2 separate regions of the Anas platyrhynchos genome follow, and region 1 is linked to region 2. A link is a contact called in public Hi-C data. All regions are on one chromosome and are shown on one strand. The core of a region is the stretch at or near the end of the contact, and the rest is flanking DNA. Distances in the headings are between cores, read along the strand shown. Region 1 overlaps EGLN1 (egl-9 family hypoxia inducible factor 1). Region 2 holds the start of EGLN1 (egl-9 family hypoxia inducible factor 1).

Region 1 (7,368 bases), core at 1,537-4,036, 39 kb before region 2:
GGCCCGTGAGAGGGTAGGCATCGCACTGGGAAAAGGGGCAGGTGGAAGGAAGTGCCTGGCTAGTAATTGTGGCACAGCATTTTCAACCACCTGACAGTTAATTCTCTTCAGATTGACAGCGAGCCGGTGAGGCAGGACACACCTCAGCCCTCCGAAGGCTCTCGCTGCGCTGAAGGCATCTCCCCTGACAACTGGATGCCAACATCGCCCTGAACACCTCCTCCCTGCGTGGGCACCACCGACAATGCCAGCTGTCCCCTGGTGGGCTGCCCACGCCCAGCCAGAACAACAGCCAGCGGGGACTCGCCATTCATCTCATGAGGACCTCTGAGGAGGAGTCTCCTTTTCCATCCTCCCTGAGGTGCCGCTGGGACCGCTGGCATCCCAAAGGACGTGGCTCTGCTTTGTTGCTCCACAGAGGACAGCAGGAGCATGCGTGTGCAGCAGAGCTGGCTGGGAGACTCCGGAAAATTTCTGTTGGTAGCAGACCACTTCTCCCAGCTCAATAAAGATCATCCCTACAGAACCTGCGTCCGTCCTTTTGGTACCAAGGGGCTTGGGGCAGCAGCCACGTGGGAGGCAGTGGGCCAAGTGAGGGCTGCTGTGTGAGGGGTGTAGAGAACACACCTGCAGAGGAACATTCCTTGTATCAGGAATGGTGTAGCCAGCAGGACCAGGGAGGTGATCGTCCCTGTAGGGGGGTGGTTGGATCTTGTGATCTTGTAGGGCTTTTCCAACCTTAATGATTCTGATTCTGAGTTTGCCCAGAGGTGTTGGAGTCTCCCTCCTTGAAGACAAACCCTGACTGAGCAGCTGGGTCAGGGTGACTGCTCAGGAGTAGGGATCTGTACCAGACCTTCTCCAGTAGCCACTTCCCACCTTCACAGTCCTGATATTCTGTTTTACAACCCCATGAGCACTTCAGGATGGACGGAAATCACAGCTGAATGCAGTTGAGATCCATCTTGCCCTCACAGTGGAACAGCCTAGCAGTGCTCACACCATCTCCAGCCATCGGCTTTTTTCCAGCTGCTGCTTTTGTTTTGCTGCTTTTTTCCTCTGACTGCAAGGTTCAGCACAGGCAGCTCTCCTCACCGCCCCCACCCTGGCCACATCCAGGAAGGACAAAACTCCAGCCTGAGCATCAGAGACCTCAGGAGGAGCCGGGCACGGCATGACACGCAGGAAAAAAAGGTGAAAGGAAGCTGTGCCCTGCCAAGCCTGGCAAAGGAGTGGGCAGCTGCGTCACTGCTCCTCACAGCCTGGCTGGAAAGGCAAATTTTTAATTGTTGCTTCTTCAGTGAGCCGTGGAGGGGGAGCCAGGATTATCGGTGCTTCAGATGACGTGAATTAAAGCTTAGATGTAACCAACTTGGAATGTACCTAGAGGAGATTTAGGAGGCAGGAAAAGCATCTGATGGCAGGAAGTGGGAGGGCCTTCAGGCCCTGCAAATCCCCAAAAGACTATTCAAGCTATCTGGCAGCATTTCCCCGGCAATTTCGCAGAGTTAAGAGGACACCACCCAAGAGGTTTTACTGCTAACGTTTGTGCAGGCACTTGCTTCTTGAAATGCAGTTTTGTCAAAGCAGACACATGTCCCAGGTAGTAAGTAATGGCATTGGAGCTTTTTGCAAGGCATTTTGGATGCCAGCATTCTCCAGAAACAACGAGGACACCTGAGGTTGGAGGAAGATGCCTACAATGGCCTTAATCCAGACTTCCTCCTCATTCCTTTACATGCTCTAGAAATGTTGAATTTCCTCAGGGAATCAACAGAAGTCCCTCAGGACTCTGCTGTAGCTGAGCTCTCCCCCACTAAAAGTAAGGCTTTGCACTGCTAGCAGTGCAGGCACTGAACCATTTGTAGGGTCACGGTCAGTCTGTGCCCACCCTGGAGCAGAAACCGAGAGAAATGGGCATTAACTTCTTCAGAAAGGGCAGAGGGAGCCGAAGTCTCTGCTGTTGGGCAAGCATCCCCAGCACTGGGTTGTTGTATGATGTGTCGAGCCCAGCCCACGCTGGGACATGTGGGCACAGGCACTTGTTTCTGTGTTGAAGTGTCATTTTCAGATTTGCAGCTAGACGCTCTGCTTGTGGATCCTGCACCAGTTTCCAGTCTCCTGGAGTCGGTCCCTACCCAAGCTTCATGTCAAATGGCTCCTGGGTGTCCAACAGCAGGGACGTGGGGAGCAGCAGCAGCCGGAGGCAATGCTCCTGGCTGGGACTTGTCACGGGCTCTTCTCTAGGCATTTTGTGTTCTCCTCGTTCAAGGGCTTAGCTACCACTTGACCTCCTGGAATCACCCAGCAACCTCAAATATTTCCCTCAGCCAAGTATTTTATGATTCAATCCACTGCCCACATGAGGGTAGAGTGGAAACGCCTGCAGGTCAGCTGACAGTGCTTGGGACAATGCTTCGGGACTCAACGCCGCCTGGAAACCAGGGCTCTCCTTGGACAAAGACAAGGATCCAAAAGCGTGCAGGGCCCCCCAGGCAGGTGCACGGGCAGAAATGGCACCGGGCACGCTGGGTAGAGCTGCTGTTCTCCATGCACTCTTGCCCAAGGATGCTGGAACAAACTTTCAAGCCTCCTGTTAGTGCTGGAGGTGCAACCACTGCCTCCTCTGCTCCCTGCTCCTTCATCCCCAGCCGCAGTGGATGTAAGGCTGCAGGTGACATCAAGGTGAAGCAGCCTCACAAGGACCTAAAGAAGAGCTTGCAACAACAAAAGCCTCCCAGCCCAAACTCGTGCCGGTGGCAGCACTAGGGGGACCCCGCTGCTCGCTGTTGCTTCGCTCCGGCTCGCTCTGAGGTTCCCGACGTGTTCCTGCATTCCTGCTACGTGCCCTACAGATAGCAGCTAATGCGGGCAGGTTTGCTGAGTCATAAGTGAAAATTATCACGCAAAAAAAAAAAAAAAAAGAAAAAAAAAAAAGAGCCAAACAGAAAAAAAAATGAGCACTATGTGCTCTCTTGGTTTTGTAGAAGCCTAATTTTTACTGTAAATACACTCCCTTGCAGATTATTTCATACAAAATTGTGGCTCTTAGCTACGTAAAGTTGCTTCCTACTCGTGCTATTTAAAATAAAGCTTTAAAAAGAAAAAATATATATATTCTCACAGTGCATGAGGAAAAAAAATTAACGTAAGAAGTTTAGAAATTGTTACCTACATCCCTTTAGAGTTCTACATAGAACAAAACTTCAGGTCCAAAGAGAGTTAAGCTACTACTACAGTTCTTGCTTGTGCTTTAAAATCACAGAATCACAGAATCACAGAATCTCTAGGTTGGAAGAGACCTCAAGATCATCGAGTCCAACCTCTGACCTAACACTAACAGTCCCCACTAAACCATATCCCTAAGTTCTACATCTAAACGTCTTTTGAAGACTTCCAGGGATGGTGACTCAACCACCTCCCTGGGCAGCCTGTTCCAATGTCTAACAACCCTTTCAGTAAAGAAATTCTTCCTAACATCTAACCTAAAACTCCCCTGGCGCAACTTTAGCCCATTCCCCCTCGTCCTGTCACCAGGCACATGGGAGAACAGGCCAACCCCCATCTCGCTAGAGCCTCCTTTAATATACTTATACAGAGTGATAAGGTCACCCCTGAGCCTCCTTTTCTCTAGGCTGAACAAGCCCAGCTCCTTCAGCCGCTCCTCATAGGACTTGCTCTCCAGGCCCCTCACCAGCTTCGTCGCCCTTCTCTGGACCCGCTCAAGCACCTCGATGTCCTTCTTGTAGCGAGGGGCCCAGAACTGAACACAGTACTCGAGGTGCGGCCTCACCAGAGCCGAGTACAGGGGGACGATCACCTCCCTAGCCCTGCTGGTCACAGTGTTTCTGATACAAGCCAGGATGCCGTTGGCCTTCTTGGCCACCTGAGCACACTGCTGGCTCATATTCAGCCGACTGTCCACCATCACTCCCAGGTCCTTCTCTGCCTGGCAGCTCTCCAGCCATTCCTCTCCCAGCCTGTAGCTCTTCTTGGGGTTATTGCGCCCCAGGTGCAGGACCCGGCACTTGGCCTTGTTAAACTTCATACAGTTGACCTCAGCCCATCGGTGCAGCCTATCCAGATCCTCCTGCAGAGCCTTCCTACCCTCCAGCAGATCGACACACGCACCTAGCTTGGTGTCATCTGCAAACTTACTGAGGGTGCACTCAATGCCCTCATCCAGATCATTGATGAAGATGTTAAAGAGGACCGGCCCCAGCACCGAGCCCTGGGGGACGCCACTAGTGACTGGCCTCCAACTGGACTTGGCTCCATTTACCACAACTCTCTGGGCCCGGCTATCCAGCCAGTTTCTAACCCAACGAAGCGTGCGCCAGTCCAAGCCAAGAGCAGCCAGTTTCTTGAGGAGAATGTGACTGTGCAGAATGTGTGCCCATTATTATATTGCGGCTGGGGAAGGGGAAGTAAAGGGAAAGTAAATATGCCCATGCTGGCAGCTGAAACTTTTTGTGTTTTGTTGTTGGCACACCATCTTCGCTGAAAGGAGCAGTGTCAGCTGGGTTCTCATCTCAGAAAACAGATCCAGTTATTACACGTGGCCATGTGTCTCTTTACCAAATGTTAGTGGTTTCCAGAACCACATTTTCCTTGGAGAAATGGTTACTCCTTGATGTCCGAAGATGCTGCCAAGTGCTCAAACAAAAACAGTTCTGAAACATCTTTCAGCTCCAGGAACTCAAGGCACTGCAGTCACCAACAGTTGAGATTGTATTTGTCAGGTTTGGGGCTGGTTGTGTTTAGTTTGTTCTAAAACTAGTGGTTTTTGTTTGTTTGTTTTTTAATGGAAAACCTTCTCTAGATTGCAGCAGCAATTAATCAGGGTCCAAAATTCTAGTTTTCTTACATTTTTAGCCTTATGTTTCACCATGTCATCTACATCTACTACAATGTAATCCTTATTACTTTTAAAACTTCATTATTTTTAAAGCTTGCTTACATATACTAATGCAAACAAGATATATTTATAACACACAGGATTTATGCTAGTTTTGAGTTTTTTTTTTTCTTTAATTTTTTCTCACCTCATTTCATCTCACATTCTGAGATGAAATTTTGTTTCCCGTGTCCAACCAAATTTGAAGACAAAAATGGGTTTCCAGTTTGGGCTCTGCCCCAGAGCAGCCCACCTGTGTATTTTACAACCCTCAGCACCCAGGTGAGAGCTGTGCCCTTCAAATCTTCAGCCACACAAAGATGCTGGCTTATAAACTAAACTACCTGGTCACCTTTTCCAGCATTTATTGCCATGTTGTTCACAAGATAGTTATATTAATCCTTCCTGAAAAATGCAGAAACTGTTACCAGTCCAAATATAACATTTGTGCTTGGTTGTGTTCCATATTCCTCTCACCCACTCCACGTGCCTCTTATTTTGGGCTCAGGCATCAGTCTCTTCCTGTCCTACTTTACTATTTCTATTAAACTCTTCCTTCCTCCCTGTCATGCTAAGTAAGGACTTCAGTTTATCCCCAGTGGGTTGGTGATTTGCATCTCATGTGCTCCTTCCACTTTTTTTACTTCCACTTCCATGGGGGGGGGGGGGAGGGGAGCTATGGGCTTTTTTTTTTTTTTTTTCCTTTCTTGTCTTTTTTTAGGAAATGGATAAATGTGCTTACATTCAGTCATCTTCAAAGCTACGGGGAAAAGCTCGATGGAACGGAGTAAGTGGTTGCAAAAGCCAACAGAGCAAATTCTCTGGAACTGGTTTTGTCTGGTAGGGCAGAGGACCTCGAACCCCATTCTCTCAGCTGCTGTCTGCTCCCACCTGACAGGTCTGATTGAGCAGGCACCTCGCAGAGCTCCTGCAGCAGTGTAATAGCACAAACAGGCTTCAGTGCATTTGCAGCAATCATTCGCATTGAAGTTTTACTTCACATTCACGAAAAAGAAAGGCTAAATTGTTATTTCATATGAAAGCCGATTGTCAGAGCCCCAAAGTTTCTGCAGATTCGTACCCACCTCCCAAAGATGCAGATGAGATCCAAATCCCAGCAAGTCCCATGAATGTCTTCAAAGTCTTTGCTGCTGAGTACTCATAAATTCCCACTACGCGTTTGCAAGTCCATGCAGCTATCTGCATGCCTACAGGCAAAGTACATGTGCTAGACTTCCGGATTTTTCAGATTTTGAGTTTGCTTTTGTCATTTAGCAATCTCCCCTCTTCTTCAAAGGATTCAGCAGGCACAAAAGCGGTACTTTCCAGGCTGATTATACTTATCAGCATGACTTAGAGATGTGGTCTTTCCACTCCTGACCTTAAGAGTGGCCAGCACAGCCAGATGTTTTACATACGATACTTGCCTCCCGTGCTCGGGCTGTCAGCTAGCTTCCTGTCAGATTCGCAAGTGGCTTTCTTTAGAGCAACAGCCAAAAGACTGACTTCATCGTTCCCTGGTGCGGCGTTGGACTTTGCGATGCAAACTGATCCCCCTGCACGCTGTGCGCAATAATGTGGTAATTAAAAATCGCGCCTGCACGGGATGGTTGTGAGTGCTATTAGACTTGTAACTTGTTCAACATAAGAGAAAGACGGGGAAGAGAGTATTTCAAGAGAACCTAAGCTATGTCACTGAAGCATGGAAAAGCCTCAATCCACGCTGGACCAACTGAGTGCTACTGCACTCAGGCATGAGCCTAGCACTCTGACAAAAACCACCACCTTAGAGCAGAGCTGAGCCCAGCAGGTATCGATTGGCGTCCCAAAAGGTGCACTACAGCTGGCAGACTCACCCAGAGATCCAGGCAGCTCTTCCTGGGCCTGCAAAGACAAACAAGGGCACGTAGGAGTGCTTTACAGGAGCTGGAGCAATGGCACTCCACTCAGATGCTTCCTTGATTATCTGACAGCCCTTTGAGACTCAATGGAAAACTGTAGGGAAATGGTGTGGCATCCTGTATGGGCTGCCTTCTGCACACTGCTGCTCTCCAGCCATCCTCAGAGGGCTCACTATTCACTAGGAGCCACGTAAACCTGATTAAACCTTACTAAAGCCTATCTGAAGGGTACTTTCATTTCGTACCTCTTGCACACATCAGAAAGTGGTGAAAACCAAGAATTGCCTCTGTGCAGGTCATTACTCCAGCCAGTCAAAACCTGATGCTGTTTTTGATGGAGAAAGTCCATCACATGACAAATGATCACCACACCCACGTAATTAGGACAGTTCAAAAAGAAACAGACCTTCCTCTAGAGTAAAACCAGCTCTGATGTAAAGCACAAAAATCCACCTGCCCCCTTTTCTCAGGGGCAGTTATAAATTAGTTACTACGGAGCAGTTTTTAAAAGTCACATAGATCACAAATAACCACATTGTTTTCAAGAACCTTTATACATCATCTTTTTTT
Region 2 (6,749 bases), core at 1,491-3,990:
GTGTCTCCACTTTTACTCCTCTTCCTCCAGCCCCCTACAGAGGGCCAGGAGCTCTGAAGGGACACGTGGAAGAAGTTTGGGCTGACAGACTGCTGCCCCCTGCCACAGCCCTTGGCCTAAACGTGCAGTGACAGCAAGGGCAGGGGAAAGGCACAGCAGAAGGAGAGAAGGTGAAGGCCACCACACTGCTGCTGTCCTTGCGGACTTGATGAACCGATGCTGACAAACCCAGCAGCATGCTACAAGCTCTGGCTTTGCTGGGAGAAGATCAAGGGAACACGAGAAGACAAAGTGAAGCATTTCTGTACCGCTGAGCAAAGGACTGCACCTGTTCTGATCCCTGAAATACACGGGGATTTCAGCAGTGTCCGAAAGCCAAGCAGTGCTAAACAACGTTCATCACTTTACCGTCACCCCAGAAAAACGTCAAGCTGTCTGTACGGAGGGATTCATCCCCATCCACAGACATTCTTTGACAATTAGCAAAAGCATCAGTCACCACTGAGAAAGGCAAGATGCAGCAGCTCAGGAATCACACGCGTGATCCGGCATTACAATGCCAAAAGCCCTTTTGTAAAGCCCTGGCACGTATCATTTACAGAAGCATACCGCTGCAGATGGAAACAGAAGCTGTATTCCTCTTTCCTGCACAAAACTGAAACCCAGTAAAGCCACAGATATTTTTAGAGCGCAAGTTTCAAGCGCTGGGGCCTTAAAGAGATTTAGAGCCGTCTGCAAGATAGATTGGCTTAAAAAAATCCAAGCTAACGGGGGTGTGGGGGGGAAATCCAGACCACGTCCCTGCTGAGAGCTTTAGCACAGTACCGGTTCAACCAGAGGTACACAAAGACCTCGTTTCAAAAAGGAAGAAAAAAAAAAAAAAAAGCACAAGAAAAAGGAAATTCCCACCCACTTTCTGTATCGGAGGAGCTGGGATTTAGCGCACCCAGCACAAACCCGGGGCTGTTCCTTCTCTCCTCCCTGCCAGGCTCTCCCCAGCAGCTGAGGTCCTGCAGCTGCAGCAACAACAGCCTGCCTGTGGCTGGCCCCGGCGCTGGGCAGCTCACTGCCTCCCTTCTGCTGCACCGGGGGCAGCAGCAAAGCGTGCAGGGCTTCTCTCTCCCCCCCCCTCCCTTTCCCCGTCCCCTTTTTTAAAAAAGTGAAAAGCTCCTGATGAATATTCATCGCCGGGCCTTTCTACCCGGGGTGTGAATTTCATTTTCAAGGGCTCGGGGAGAATTGCAAATCAGCCCGGCACAATGGGCGAGCTTGACTGGCTTTCGGTGAAAGCCTCAAGACACGGCGACAGAGAGAAAAAAAATGATTTGGGCAGGAAAAAAACATAATAAAATGAAATAACACGAAAAGCGTGCGAAGATCTTGGGAACACCCAGCGCAGCTCCAGCACCGCCTGGGCCGCGTTTTCGGGACTCTGCGGGTTTGCTGCTTTCGGGTTTGTGTTATTTGTGTTGTTATTTGTGTTATTTTCCAACCCCACAGTTCAGGGGGAGGCCCCCTGCCCCCCGCGCCCCACTCACTTTCGTCCTGCCGTTGATGTGGTAGTTGCCCAGCTTGCCGTTGCAGTGGCGGATCAGATCGTCCATGCTGTTCATCAGCAGGCGGATGGTCTGGCAGCCCGGCTCCTTGCCCTCCACCCAGGTGATCTTGTCGCCGCGGATGTCCTTGGACGAGTCGCTCTTCTGGCTCACCAGCTGCCCGTCGGTGAAGCGGCCGGTGTGGTGCAGCGCCCGCACCTCCTGGGCCACCCGCCCGCCCAGCTCCTTGCCCAGGAAGTCGTCCACCACGCAGATGCCGTGCTTGTTCATGCAGGGCACGATGTACTCCAGCGCCAGCCGCTGCGGCACCAGCGACTTGGTCTGCCCGTTGGGGCGCAGCGCGGCCCCGCCGGGCCCCGCCTGCCCGCCGCCCGGGTACAGGTTCGACTTGTCCCGGTACAGCAGCACCGCCTCCCCGCCCGGCACCGCCGACGCCGCCTCCGCCTCCCCCCCGGCGGCAGCGGCGGCCCCGCCGACGTGGTTGTGGCTGAGCGGGGCGGCCTCGCCGGGAGCCTCGCTGCCGGGGGCCGCCGCCGCCGCCGCCCCCCCCGGGCGGCCGCCGCCCCCCGCGCCGTGAGCCCGCTGCGGCGGGGGGAGCCCCGCGCGGGGCTCGGCAGCGCCCCCTGCTGCGGCTGCCGCTGCCGCCGCCGCCGCCGCCGTGCCCCCGCCGCGGCAGATGAGCTTGTGCTTCTTCCAGTCCTGGCGCTGGTGCTCCTTGCTGCAGTAGAAGGAGCTGCGGCAGCGCCCGCAGCGCAGCAGGTTCTCCATCTTCCCGCACAGCTCGCAGTACTGCCGGTCCCTCTCGCTGCTGCTGCTGCTGCTGCTGCTGCTGCTGCTCCCGCTGCTGCTCTCGCCGCCGCCGCCGCCGCCACCTCCGCCGCCGCCGCCGCCGCCCTGTCCGGCCCCGCCGCCGCTGTCATTCGCCATGGCGCTGCGCTGCGCTGCTCGGGGTTATGTAAGGAGGCGGGCGGCCGCGGCGCTAAGGCGGGCCCCCGGCCGGCCGCGCGGGGAGGCAGCGCTCACTGCATCATGGCCGCCCGGCGCCGCCGCGGCCCCCGCCGGCCCGCGGCCTCCTTCGGGGCGGCCGAGGCGCGGGGCTGCCGCGGGGGCCCCCCCCGGCGCCTGCCTCCTCCTCCTCCTCCTCCCTCCCGTGCGGCGCGATCGCCGCTAGCGCCGCCTCATCGCCGGCCGGGCGGGTGGCGCGGTGCGGGGCGGGGGGCGCCGCTCGCTGCCCGCCGGCTGCCGCCTCCTCCTCCTCCTCCTCCTTCTCCTCCCTCCTCCTCCTTCTCCGGCCGCCCGGCGCTGTGTCGGGGCGAGGAGGAGGCGCCACACTCGCGGCCCGCTCCGCACGTACGCCACTTCCAGCCCCACAGCGCCGCGGGCGCGTCAGGCGGGCGGGGCCGCGGCGGCCGGGCGGGCGGAGCCGGGCAGGGCGGGGGAGCCCGGCTCTGAGGAGGGGGGATTTAGGACGGGAGGGGGTTGTCGCTGATCTCTGCCCCAAAGTGTCCCCGCCTGGTGCCCGCCACGACGCCTCCTGGGCGGCTGGGGTGGCCGTGGTGCCCCTCAGAGGCAGCCGGTGAGCAGCCCAGGCGCGCTCCTTCCATGGGTTTGCCGGGGGGAGAGGCAGCAGCCCTCAGCTGGTGCACACCGCCTTTCTGGTCAGAAATCCATCCTAAAATCCAAAAAGAGTCAAAGAAATGAGCAATATCTAGATTCGGAGGGAGAAAGGTGAGGTTAGCCGTCTGGTTGGTAACCCAAGATGAGTGGCTTGGGCTTTCTACCTCTACGTTGCCACAGGCTTTCATGTGACTTAGGACAAATCCATTCTTCTTCACCTCTCAAACAGAAATACCAACACTTTCCCTCCTCACAGGCTGTCGTGAGGCCTAAGACTGTAATACAGTCCTGTAAGATGGCTACATTCACGCTATCGATAAGGCTCGTTCTCACCGTCTCTCTATAGAGAACCAGGTTTAAAATGAGCTGACGTATCAGTAGGCCTTAGAGGGGCGTTGGACACTGCGTGTGCTACGTGAAGGATGTCAAAGCAGAAGCAAAGTGTGCCAAGGCTGCAAATGCCTGTGATACACACACAGAAAAAGGGAAGGAAAAACAGGGTGAATTATGAGGAAGGCAAAAGGAGGACTGAGAGGACAAGGTCGTGTCATGGCCATGAAATCTCCTGAATGCTATCAGCAAGTGCCAAGGCTGAATTTAAAATAAAGAAAAGCTGAAAGAACTGGAAAAGCTGGGAACTGAAAACAGAGTCACAGGTTAGTAATTTCTGTGTTCATGGCTCTTAAAGGGAGGACAGTATAATGGTAGAGGCAGAAGGAAGTAGTTTAAAACCACATTTTAAGTCCAGAGCATAAAGGGGACAGAATTTTAATCTAGGTTTAATGGCAGTTGTTCACTGACTACAGCAATATGAGGTAGGTCAGAAATACTAGGCATTCCTCTAGCGTGCTTTAAGCTGAGATTAATACGGCTGAATTCTTTGGACATAGAGCATCGTTAAACCAGGCTAAATGGTGAAAGAGTCAAGCCTGTTATTTTCAAAAACTTCAGAAATGCAAACAATGCCAGGGAGAAACTGAAGAGTTAAAGACCTTTTGTGTTTGTTGTGTACTCCTTTGGCAAACATAATGGAGATGAAAGTCACAGGCTCAGAGCCCGGTAGTCCAACCATGAAACAAATAAGAAAAGGACCAAGGTACGAATATGGTGTCTGGCTAAAACCAAATGATAGTTATTAATTCGTGGGCAAATTTGACTTAAAAACTCCTTTGTTCTTTCCCTCTTTCCCACATGTCTTTTGGGATGCAATTAAAGGTCTTGGTCTTAATTTTTACGGTTACTAATGTGCTGAACTACTTCAGGCTGTCTTGATGTACTACTGTGTTCCCAGCGTGGTCAACAGAAAAAAACAAAACAAGATCAACAAAATCCATTTTCAAATACACAAAATATTTGCCATATTTTATGGTTATAGCACTTCACCAGGGGCACAAAACAATTCCATAGAGGTTGTGCTCCAGTGACAAAACTGAAGAAAAGAGCGGTGGTAGGGAAATTCTGAAAACAATGACTATTTATATCACAATTGTGTCTACAACGTGCTAGAAATGTTTTCCAAGCATATAAAGACTCTATTCATTGCCAGAGAGCTTGTTCCTTAAAAGACAGCATAAGGGCAGAGCATGACAGAAAGGAACATACAGTATACAAAGCAAAATGACCAACACGATGGTTGCCAAAACGGAGGGGGAGGGTACTGCCTCCTCTCTTTCCTGCGAGTTGCTCTCCACTGGCTCCCTAGCTTGGCGTTTCCAAGAGAGCTAATTTCTTGTGTGTGCCAGTGGGTGCTGGAAATGAGCTTGAAGGGTTACTGGGCAGTGATGAGACATGATCGATTCACAGAGAATGCAGATAAAAAGTCTCTAAAGTTGTACCAGTCATGAGGAGGAGGATGTGGGATAAACTTAATGCAAGGTCAGAGGTTTTTTTTTTTTTTTTTTTTTTTATCACCACTTAGATACAGATCTGATGTGTTTATTAGAAATGCCTAAAAAAAATAGGCTGGTCAATGAATAACTTTCCTGTTTTCGTGAAGTAGTAATAATAGGTGCATTTATCTATCCTTACATGTGCTTTATATAGTTGGAGTACTGCAGTGGTAAGATTGTACAAGCAACCAAAAGAATCTTTGAAGCCCAGGGGAAGGGGGGAATGCAAAACAGCAAGATTACAGGCATTGGATTCACAGAACAAAAGCAGCTTAGAAATAAAGTAAAATACATCCCATTTTCAGATAGTTTTGCTGTGACGGTGTCACAGTTTGTATTTAGGACTGGTGGACCTATAGCATTTGCTCTTTCCCCCCCCCAGACCACTCCACTGTGTTCTTCAGCCTGGCTGCCCTTATTCCACGTAAGCCATTATTCATTGATCTCGGCAGTGGCATTTTTCAAGCTAGCTTTCATACTAGCAAGTGAACTGTAACAGGTTTGCAGCTTTTCCAAATAAAACCAGAGAACTGTTTGTCTCAGTTGGATTCTCCGCTAAGCTCGCTTCCTTTCTAATCAGGACACGCTGTACAAAGAACATCCACGAGGCCATGCAGGTGCTCCTCTGCTGAACGCACGCTCTTTTTCCGAGGCACTCAAAGGGTTAGCGTGGTTTATTCACCTCTCAAACATTGCCCCCGTTTCTGCAGAGCCGGGAAGGGTTCATCCAGTCATGCTGATGCGGAGCACGTAGGGTGCTGCCTGGCTCTGACCCCTGCAGAAGAGCACACCTGGTTTCCTTCTGTGACAGCTGGGACACGTCAAGGTGCTCTGTGGCCAGCCCAGGCTCTGATACACCGAGGGCTTGATGCTCTGCTCTTGCAGGTACTGTCCCCTACACGCGGAGTACCAGGTGCTCCTGCACTGTCCTGCACCGTACACACGCTGCTCAGCACCGTGTAAGGTGGCACACGGCCCCTAGGACAACACAAGGTCGGGCTCACAGCCCTGGGATTAATCCTCAGTACTCTGGGCCACGTTGCACCCTGCCTTTTGCTTGTTGACACCATCGCAGAGTCTCCCTCAATTTTTTTTTTTTTTTCTGAAATTAATGAAATAATTTGGTTGTTTATCACTGAATATCATAATGTTGTAATGTTGAAAGGAAAAAAAAAACACCTTTCATTATAATCTGAGATTATAAGGGTTGGGCTAAATTATAAGGAGAAGTATTCTCAATTACTTTGTGTAAACTTGAATAGCTCAGTGTTTAATGCTGCGGGATTCCTCCAGGCTCTTCAGCCGAAATTGTTTTTGCTGTCCCTGAATCTGTCTGAAATGATATGCATTTGCTTCTCTGGGAATGTAGCCTGTTTATTACACCAAAAATACAGTTGGGGTTGATCAAGAGAGATTTATGCAGATTAAGACGGTTGACTGCTTTAATAATTGTATTCATATTTAAATAAAAGAGAGTTACAGTAGTGAGTTACAGTATAAGACAATGTTCTTTTCTCTCTTTTTTTTTCTTCTGGAGATGCTGCTACGAGACATCTATTTCTGTAAAGCTACGGCAATGCAGCAGAGCTCAGGAAAAGCTCAAGACCGACTTATTCCAGTCTTGTCTTCATTTTAAAATTTGTACCATGAGAAGTTCAAAAGCTTTTTCCACATTGTTTGTGAGGTT

What was found. Hi-C and Micro-C count contacts between places; a contact is called where the count stands out from the background.
Region 1: a contact with region 2 is called in a Hi-C map of subcutaneous adipose tissue, with 3 times the contacts expected there. The contact joins the enhancer-like site here to the promoter of EGLN1 in region 2. A contact is called at or near these places in 3 of 8 Hi-C or Micro-C datasets (liver, skeletal muscle and subcutaneous adipose tissue).

Annotation. Positions count from the first base shown.
Region 1 is chr3:44,333,014-44,340,381 of IASCAAS_PekinDuck_T2T, reverse strand. It overlaps EGLN1 (egl-9 family hypoxia inducible factor 1), which reads right to left. Exons shown (of 5, transcript XM_005024325.6): 5 at 7,334-7,368. It overlaps LOC140002160 (a long non-coding RNA gene), which reads left to right. Exons shown (of 3, transcript XR_011808286.1): 3 at 112-276. Among named protein-coding and RNA genes, the nearest start is that of SPRTN, 15 kb to the left of the region's middle. Within about 2 kb of position 2,786, at least 4 of the 8 cell types and tissues checked have an H3K27ac peak or open chromatin away from gene starts, as enhancers often do. A contact at or near this core is called in subcutaneous adipose tissue, where this site is marked.
Region 2 is chr3:44,295,018-44,301,766 of IASCAAS_PekinDuck_T2T, reverse strand. It overlaps EGLN1 (egl-9 family hypoxia inducible factor 1), which reads right to left and starts at 2,740. Exons shown (of 5, transcript XM_005024325.6): 1 at 1,539-2,740. The coding sequence starts at 2,483. It overlaps LOC119716518 (a long non-coding RNA gene), which reads left to right and starts at 3,068. Exons shown (of 2, transcript XR_011808285.1): 1 at 3,068-5,947.